Regions from separate parts of the Columba livia genome. Here region 2 is linked to region 1. Evidence: chromatin contacts called from public Hi-C data. All regions are on one chromosome and are shown on one strand. Each heading gives the region's core, a stretch centred on a gene start, on an enhancer-like site or on the middle of the called end of the contact. The rest is flanking DNA. Distances are from core to core; before and after follow the strand shown.

Region 1 (4,605 bases), core at 1,062-3,561:
CTTTTAAGATCAATGAGATTCATTGCTGTCTCTTGATATTCAGGCTGCACGCGCACATTTAAAAGCATAACTGCATACAGCAAACTAGAGTCAAAGAGGCTGTAGAAAACCTATCTCCAGAACTTTTATCCCAACCTCTGTTTGGGACAGGAGTTTGAAGCACCCATGAAAAAAAGCTCCCCGTTTACACAATGAAGAGAGTTCTCCCATCAGTGGTGACAATCCCACCCTCATGATTTTTGACAGCCCAGTGCTGATCCTGACCACATTAAGCTGCTGTTAACCCCTCTAGGTGTTAGGGCTGACACTTAATTTGCTTACTTAAAAACACTTCTTGATCTCAGATACTTTTTGTTTCTGGGTGAAGAAGGTCCATTTGCGGAAAACTGGAGTTCGCATAACTGGAGTTTTTACCTTAGAGCACCAGACATCTTGCAGACGGCTGCCTTCAGACAGACGCCCGACACTACTAGTCCAGCATCATTTCCAAACAAACTGGGATACCAGGGAGATTCTCTTCCCTGATCAACCTCCCCTCCCAAAAAAAAAACACCAAAAACCCACACCAACATCTGCTATCTGAAGATAATTCATGTTATCAACCAGAATGACAGACATCTACACAAGGAACAACAAATACTACCATTTTCATCCCACCACACCCCACTAGATCAGCATTTCATTCACATCACTGTGAATTCCCACCAGTTTGTGCTGAATGCAGTCGCTTTCAGCCTTTGCATCCTTTGTCAGTTCCTGACCCAAGTTAAGCATTACTTTAAAGTGAGAGCTTTTCTTCTCCCAGAGCACTTTTCCTCTATGAAGTCTTCTGATAAGTCCTTAAAAATGAATGCTCTATGAAAGCCACTATGCAGAAAGGCTGAGCACACAACTACTACTGAACTAAAGGGTGTAAAAGAAATTCATTTTTAAAGAACTGGATGCCGGCATGAATACATTTATTTATATCACAGTGCACCACAGTTCCAACATCAACAGCTGAGTAATCGGGCCATATCTAAGCGTAAAAGATAAAGACAAGCTTTGTGGGCGTTTATTGGCAGCAGTGGCTCCTATTCCCATTAGAAGTGCACCAGACGACATCAACTGGGTCCAATTAAAAGAAATCGGTTTTAATTCTGACAAAGAGCGTCTGACCCAGACAAGAGAGGGACAGACTATGCTCCAAGGCTCTTTTCAGTCAACGGGAAAAACAAGAAGCTTGCCAGTTTGCATAATTTTTCAAGATGTAGACAAACTTTCTATTATTGTTCATTATTTAAAAAAAAAAGAAAAAAAAAGCAAGCTACATATCCATTTCCTCTACAGTCCCTCATGCCAAGAGTGGGCACACGGGCACACAGAGGAGATGAACGCCTCTTGGTTTGGAAATGTCTCTCCAGTCACCAGAGGGATTTTCATCCTTGCAAGGTAGAGTACGGAGCGATCCGCCCTGTCAATGCTGAACACGCTGCTCCCACTGGAGGTATCACTACTAATTTTTTTTCCCGTTTAACACGGCACGACCTGTCATCTTTCACACCAGATGCATTTTCTGTCAAGGAGATGAGGTGCGAAATATTTCCCCCAAGGAAGCGGGGCTGCGCAAAGCACCAAACCACCGGGCGAGGGACCGCTGGAGCTTGGGGACAGCTAGTTCACGATGCCGAGCGCCAGCTGCCAGCTCGGGAAGGACACCCCGTCTTACAACACCGCTCAACGAGGGGGACCTCGGTTTACACCAGGGTGAACCCCTCTCCGCACACAACAGGCGCGGAGCCGCAGCGCTGCCTCCACCGCACCCGCACGACGGGACGGAAAGGACGCGGGGAAGAGCCCCCACAGCCGGGGCGCAGGCGCGGGTCCCCTTCCCGGCTGCGGGAGCGGCGGCTGCCCCGGGGGATACCCCGGTGGTTGCCCGGTGGTTGACCCGACAGCGCCGGGCCCGCCGCACCCCCGCCCGCCCAAACCCCGCGGTTTTACCGCCGCCGGGCGCGCAGTCCCCGCGCTACTCACCACCGCGTGCTGTCGTGGTAGTGCTGCAGCACCGAGTACCCGAAGAAGGAGCCGTTGGGACCCTGAAAAACCACGGGGCGACCCACGTCCACGTTGTAGCATCGCGCCAGGGCCACCCACAGCAGCGCCCACAGCACCCGCGCCCCGCGCCGCCGCGCAGCCGCCGGCATCCTGCGAGCTCCGGGGCAGCCGCCCGTCCCGGCGCCGCTGAGCGCTGAACCCCGGCCCGCCGAGCCCAACTCCCCGGCGGCGCGGCCGGGCGCGGCGCTTTTGTGCCCGCCCCGCGGCGGGGCTCTGCGCGGCCCGGCCCGGCCCCGCCGCGGCTCCGCTGCGCCCCGCGCCGCGACGCGCGGGGATTGCGCGCCCGGCCGCTCCGCCCCGCTCCCCCGGCTCCCCCTGGCGGCCGCGGGGCCGGGCAGCGCTCCGCCGCTCCCGCCCGCCGATAAAGGCGGCCCCGCCGGGGGACACGACGTGCTCCTCCTGGCCCCGCGCCGCACCCTGGCATCCCTGATCCGAAAGGCTCCGTCCTTGTCTCCTCCAGCCGCGGCACCCCGGGGCGTCCCGCGGGGTCCTGCCGCCATCCTCTGCACCCGGCTCCCCCATGGAACAGCCCTCCAGCTGCCCCTCTGCTCTGGTGAGACCCCACCTGGAGTCCTGTGTCCAGCTCTGGAGCCCTCAGCACAGGAAAGACATGGACCTGTTGGGGGGTTCCAGAGGAGGCCACCAAGACGATCAGAGGGCTGGAACTGCTCTGCTGTGAAGACAGACTGAGAGAGTTGGGCTTGTTCAGCCTGGAGAAGAGAAGGCTGCAGGGAGACCTTATTGTGGCCTTTCAGTACGTAGAGGGGCCTATAAGAAAGATGGGGACAGGCTTTTTAGCAGGGTCTGTTGTGACAGGACAAGGGATAATGGTTTTAAACTAGAAGAGGGGAGATTCAGACTAGACATGAGGAGGAAATTTTTTACAATGAGAGTGGTGAAACACTGGCCCAGGTTGCTCAGAGAGGTGGTAGATGCCCCATCCCTGGAGACATTCCAGGCCACGCTGGACGGGGCACTGAGCAACCTGATCTAGTTGAAGATGTCCCTGCTAATTGCTGAGGGGTTGGACTAGCTGACTTTGGTAGGTCACTTCCAACCCAAACTACTCTACGATTCTGTGATTCAGCTGTGACAATCTAGTTTTTCCACCTTCCTCTCTATTCTCATGTGTCCCTCACCCACACCACCAGAGCGGTGACCATCAGGAGTCTGGAGGCAGAAGCGGGAAGCCACAGAGACAAAGACCAGAAAGAGGTGCTGGAAGAATCGGTCCTGCCTTGTGTTGTTCGACTTGAGACCATCAGCCTCACTTGAGTTTGGCACATGGAGAGGACCACTTCATCATCAGTGTGATGGAAGAAGGTCCTGATTCACATTATGCTGAAATAAATGTGAGGTTTTCCTGGGCAAAGGGTAACTGAGGGGAGAGGTGATGTGTTTTATTAGGATGACAGGAATGAAAATAATTTGTAAAACAAACAAAAAAACAGACCTGTGTTTTCTAGCATATATCCTTTAGGTCTGAAAAAAGAAGTGGCAACCTTTACGGCTAAGTAGAAGCTGAAAGTAATCGCTCTGATATTTTAGGCTATCTGACATGGAAAATAATTAGTCAAACATACAATCAAAGATGAGTGAGAGCTAAGGCAAGAAGATAGTTTTCTCCAGTGGATAAGACAAGGGTGACATATCATCCTGCAGGAGAAGGGGAGGGGAGTTATGTACTAGAAAACCCTTGTGCCCATAGAGCCCATCCTTTTATTATCCATTTTAAAAAAACTATTAATTTTAGCACTTGAGATCTATGAGAAATCATGTGTAGATCGCTCTTGAGGATCAAGACCAGGATCTCGGAGAAGAAATGCTCCCTGAAAGGTAACTGGGAGTTTCATTTGTTGTTGTTAGCCTGGGCTTTGGCTGTTTAATTCCACGTACTCCCCTTGTCTCTGAGGTGATGTGCTGGGAGAAGCAGAGTAGATCCTGGGGAACACGAGAGGAGAGGGGCCAGGAACTGATATAACAAGAACTGCTTCTTCTGGGAAGCAGCTGGAGATACTCGGCCAGGTCCAGTACCTCTTGCGTAGGCACATGGTGGCTCATGGGAAAGTTACTTCTGATGATGACAGTGATCTCCAGGGAAGAGTGCTGGGTGTTTGGGCTATTGGAAAGCTCGCGGGGGAAACACAGTTGGAAGTTAAATCGTCATACAGTGCAGGAAGACCTTGCTGAAAGTTTAACCATTTTCTGCAAAGGATTTTGCTCTGGGCTGTGAGAATTTTGGTGCAAGCTGTTTCATGATATCCGTGTGGCTCTTGTTAAAATTATAGCCTGTTTCTGCAGGGGTACATCCTCATCAGGAAAATATTGTTCATAAGCATCAATGTTGAGCATCACCCTCAGAGCAAGTGCCCCGGTGCCATATGTATATGTTGCTGTTTAGAAACTGCCATCTTTGCTGTTGACCATGATGCTAGAAAGGGAACACTAGCATAGGAATATTCCAGGGAAAAGTTTAATAAAGAAGTAATAACTACTGAATTTTGTGGT
Region 2 (4,605 bases), core at 1,168-3,667, 240 kb before region 1:
ATTCTTGCCTAGCACTTCTTTTAAAAATAAACTGCATTGGGGCCAGTTTAGTCAATAACCTAAATAATGCTGAGCTCTTCTCTGACTTCTTTCTCCCTGCAGCCCTTAGGGTGTAACTCACTTGCTGGCCTCCTGCGGATGCCTCTGTTGCCTTCAACTCCCCGGTGAATTAAAGCGGGTCTCTTAAGGCTAGGTACTCCACAGGAATCAGCATAGAATCACAGAATTGTTCAGGTTGGAATAGACGTTGAATATAATCAAATCCAACTGCTAAGCTAGCACTGCCAAGTCCACCACTAAACCATGTTCCTAAGAGCCTCATCTATACATCTCTTAAACACCTCCAGGGATGGTGACTCAACCACTTCCCCGGGCAGCTTGTGCCAATGCCTGACAACCCTTTCCGTGAAAAATTATTCCTAATATCGAACCTAAATCTCTCCTGGCACAATTTGAGGCCATTTCCCCCATCCTATCGCTTGTTATTTCTCCGGGGTTCCTGTATGAGCCTCATATTCCCAAAATTTTCACCTCATTTTCCAGGCATGTCTTTGGGATGAGCACACTCTGAAGCCAGTGGGGCTGATCCAGATTTCATCTCATAGTCCTGGGCTTTGCGTGCCAGCACAGCCAGTGGTCTTTGGGCCACGGCCATGGGGAATTGCCTTGGGCAGTATCCCCAGGCAAGCTGCAGACAAGGGAACTGTGGGTCCCATTTGGCTCCATAGAAAACTCACACGGAACTGCTATGGGGAATAAGCAAAATATTCTGTGGCAGTATGTGACCACACAGATGCCTGGCATGCGTAATAGAAATTTCTGCTTAAAGTCTTCAGAAAATCCAGTAAAAAGAAAGCTTTTCAACAACCCTGGGTTTCTCTTAATGTGCTTTTTGAAGTTGACACAAAGACAATAAATGCCTGAAATGTGTAACTGACCCAAAATCCCAGCGGCTGCCAGTGAAGAAGTCCTGCCCAGGCTTTTGCATGTAACTTCTAGTTCTACTTTGTATAATGGAGCCTGTTACAAGTTAACATGATAAAGTAGTGTATAAAATAGTTAAAAAGAAGTAATCACGGGGGTACTTGTGGACTGTTAACAGTGTAAAAGGAGTTCAGTCAGAATAATGAACACAGCATAGCTGAAAAAAAAAAAAAAGGAGTGGAATTAGGTTTTGTTTCTGTGTCATTTCTGCAACAAAAAAATTAATCGAAGTAACTTTCTTGATGTGATGGAGAATCTAATAGGGAAATTAGACCACTGCTTACACATCAAGCTATCTTTCAAGTCACTTGCTGTGCAGAGGTCATTTGCTTCCTAAGGACTGCAAAAATCATAGTTTCTTTAAGTGGTTACCACAGCTATTTAACAATAAAACAGTCAAGACAGCAGAAATTATTTGGGTTTTCTACTTATTGTTCAAGACCTGCTCACTAGTAGTGAGTAGCTCTGTGTACACATAAATTTGGCTTTTTTTGAATTTACATGGTGTCAGTTTTGCCTCCGATGTTTCATTTGGCATGTAGTGCTTGACAGCACTAGCACTGGACTGTAAAGCAGACAAATAAAGTTTTGTGGGGAGAAAACGTTCACTCAGAAATTCTGTTGCTGAATATTGAAAAAATCTAGGAAAGGAATATTTAAGACAAGCCGTAGGCAATCTCCATTCCTTTCCACTTCCAGTATCCTTTCCAACTTCTTTCTTTCCTCAGCCAATTTAACTCCAAATAAAAAAAAATAAATCAATATGTTAAATTATAAAAAAGAAAATCTTCAATCCTTGATGCACTTTCTCCAAAAATGTCACCAGAATCGCTTTCAGCACAGTTGGCTAAAGCTGCAAGGCTAATGTTCACATCCATTAGTGAACATTAGAGTTGGTCTGATCTCTAATTTTACAGTCATCTTGCCTTCAATAGCCTGTAGGTTTTCTTTGGCAGGCACCTTGTAATGATAATGAATTGATCACTGCTGGATTGCTCAAGAGCTACACAAGCTTTATAGACAGTGGGCTTAATCCTCCTCAGATTTACATTCACTCAGCTGCTCCAATTACCTCTGCTGTGGCTGTGCTGGAAGTGCTTACCATAAAGAAATGAAAGCACCTAAACTAAACAAGATGTTTTCTTAACAACCAAATGTTTTAACATTTTTTTTCCCTGTCTAAGATTCAAGGTCTATCCAGGTTTCAAGTAGCCTGAGGTTTCCTGTATCCATAATAGAGTGTTTGAAGTTACAGACTGACATGAGGACATGCCAAATAATGAAAAAAAAAACAAAAAACAAAAACCACCACCATGCCCCACCAATTTGGCAGTTTCTACAGTCCCAGAAAACAGGTCGATGAAATGAATGGATACAGAAAAATGGAGCAAGGAGATGAAACAGACTCAGGGCATTACAGTAAGTGACACAACAGGATGCTTTTGTGGTATTATTGTAGGCAGCAGGAGAGACAAGCAATTTAAGGAGATTATGCTAATTATCCAAGGTGGCTTTGAATACACTTGTGATTTAAATTCAGGACAAATGAGGAGAGTATTATGTTAGGAGATATGACCCATATTTTCTTAACCTAGCCTACAGTTTTAAGACTACTATAGCACACCACTGCTAGAGCAGGGCATAGACTCATTATTTGGCAGAGCCAGGTGGTTGACTTTTTAGTAATTTAGGTCAAACAAGTAAATATGATTTACAAAGGAAACTTGTCTGATATCAAAATACTATGCTGAAACTGCAGCTGTCATTCAAAATGTGTTCAGAAGTGAACAAAGAGAATGCTATGCTATACTAGAACAACTTACTTTTTAATCATAGGGTCAGTGTCACTTTTGCTGAAAACAAAATTTTGTGTTTTGTTTTTCTTCCACACTACTTGTGCTGACCATGGAGTTCTCAATGACCAGCAGATTTTTACATAATTGAGATCAATCTGTAGGATAAAGATGAAAATCCTGAAGGATCTTTTAACGCTACAGAAGCTTTGGAGCATTTATTTTATTTACACAACAGGGTCTAGAGCTTGGAACATCTGGGCACCAGTGTAACATCAATGTGCAAAGAACAGCAGCTCAGGAGACAGCTGAGTCTGCTTTATTCAGCTTTAAAAGCACATATTTAAAATCACCTAGTAGTTAATTTAATGTGACAAGTGATGGTGGTCTACAAGAAATGAGTTTTTGATCCTGCCTAGACCCTGATAAAAGAAGAGTTCCCAGCACTAAACTGATTACAACTTTAGTCATAACTTCTCCTCTCAGACATGTCTGCTGTAACAGGCTCAAGGACTAAAAATGATTCTGCTAAACAGCACACTCACTCCAACATTACCATTGACAGTCCCACTGAAATTTTACTCATAGGTAAAAATTAGGATCGAGATTCACATTCCCACAGGATCTCTTGTTATTTCAGTATTCAAGTGCTTGTTATGGCAACAGTCATCACAATCCTGGTGGTGCATGGAGGGCCTACCTGCTCCCCAGGGAGGGGACTTGGTCCTTCCGAGCTTTCATTCTGCCACTTCTCAAAGTGCTGTGTCTCTGCTGTGGGGACAAAAAGAAAAAAAAAAAAAAGGACAGGGAAACAAAGCATAAACATTTATTAGCACTTCATGATATGTGATTGCTACAACACAAAGCCACAGAAGCAGTCATAACATGACTGGAATTTGGTTGTGGATGGCTATGTCCTTCACAGGAAAGACAGGCCAGCCAGGCGCCATGGTGGAGTTGCTCTTTAACGTGAGAGAGCAACTACAGTATATTGTCCGGGCACAGATGAGGAGCGAGTTGAGAGTCTATGGGTGAGAATTAAGGGGCAGGCTGGCAGGGGTGATGTTGTTGTGGGTGTCTGTTATAGGCCATCAGATCAGGGTGAGGAAGTTGATGAGGCCTTCTACAGGCAGCTGAGAGCAGTCTCACAGTCACAGGCCCTGGTTGTTGTGGGTGATTTTTAACTTCCCTGATGTTTGCTGGAAGGACCATTCAGCCAGCCAGCCACAGTCCAGGAGGTTCCTCCAGTGCCTTGATGATAACTTTCTGTTGCAAATTGTGGAAGAGCTGATGAGGAGAGGTGCACTGCTGGATCTCATCCTCACTAACAAGGAGGGTCTGGTTGAAGCAGTAAATGTCAAGGGCTGCCTTGGCTGCAGCAACCATGAAATGGTGGAGTTCAGGATCTTGTGTGGCAGGAACAGAACAGCAAGCAGAATTGCAGCCCTGGACTTCAGCAGGGCTAACTTTGGCCTTTTCAAGCAATTGCTAGGGGAAATTGCATGGGCAAGACTGCTTGAAGGTAAAGGGGCCCAAGATGGTTAGTATTCAGGGATTGCCTCTACCAAGCTCAAGATCAGAGCATCCCGACAAGGAAGTCAAGGAAGGGAGCCAGGAGACCTGCGTGGTTAAACAGGGTAAGCTCAAGTGGTAGCAGAGAGTTTATAGATCATGGAAGCAGGGGCTGGCCACTTGGAGAGAATATAAGGCTGTTGTCAGAGGATGTAGGTAGCAACTAGGAAAGCTAAGGCCTCCTTAGAATTAAACCTGGTGAGAGGGGTTGAGGACAACAGAAAGAGCTTTTTCAAATACATGGCAGTTGCCAGAG

The links. A called contact is a pair of places that touch in the nucleus more often than the background predicts.
Region 2: a contact with region 1 is called in a Hi-C map of liver, with 2.6 times the contacts expected there. The contact joins the enhancer-like site here to the promoter of ITGA9 in region 1. A contact is called at or near these places in 2 of 2 Hi-C or Micro-C datasets (crop and liver).

The regions. Positions count from the first base shown.
Region 1 is chr2:55,676,304-55,680,908 of bColLiv1.pat.W.v2, reverse strand. ITGA9 (integrin subunit alpha 9) reads right to left here and starts at 2,311. Exons shown (of 28, transcript XM_065052058.1): 1 at 2,017-2,311. The coding sequence starts at 2,186.
Region 2 is chr2:55,915,498-55,920,102 of bColLiv1.pat.W.v2, reverse strand. No RefSeq gene overlaps it. Among named protein-coding and RNA genes, the nearest start is that of NEUROD6, 87 kb to the left of the region's middle. Within about 2 kb of position 2,417, at least 1 of the 3 cell types and tissues checked has an H3K27ac peak away from gene starts, as active enhancers do.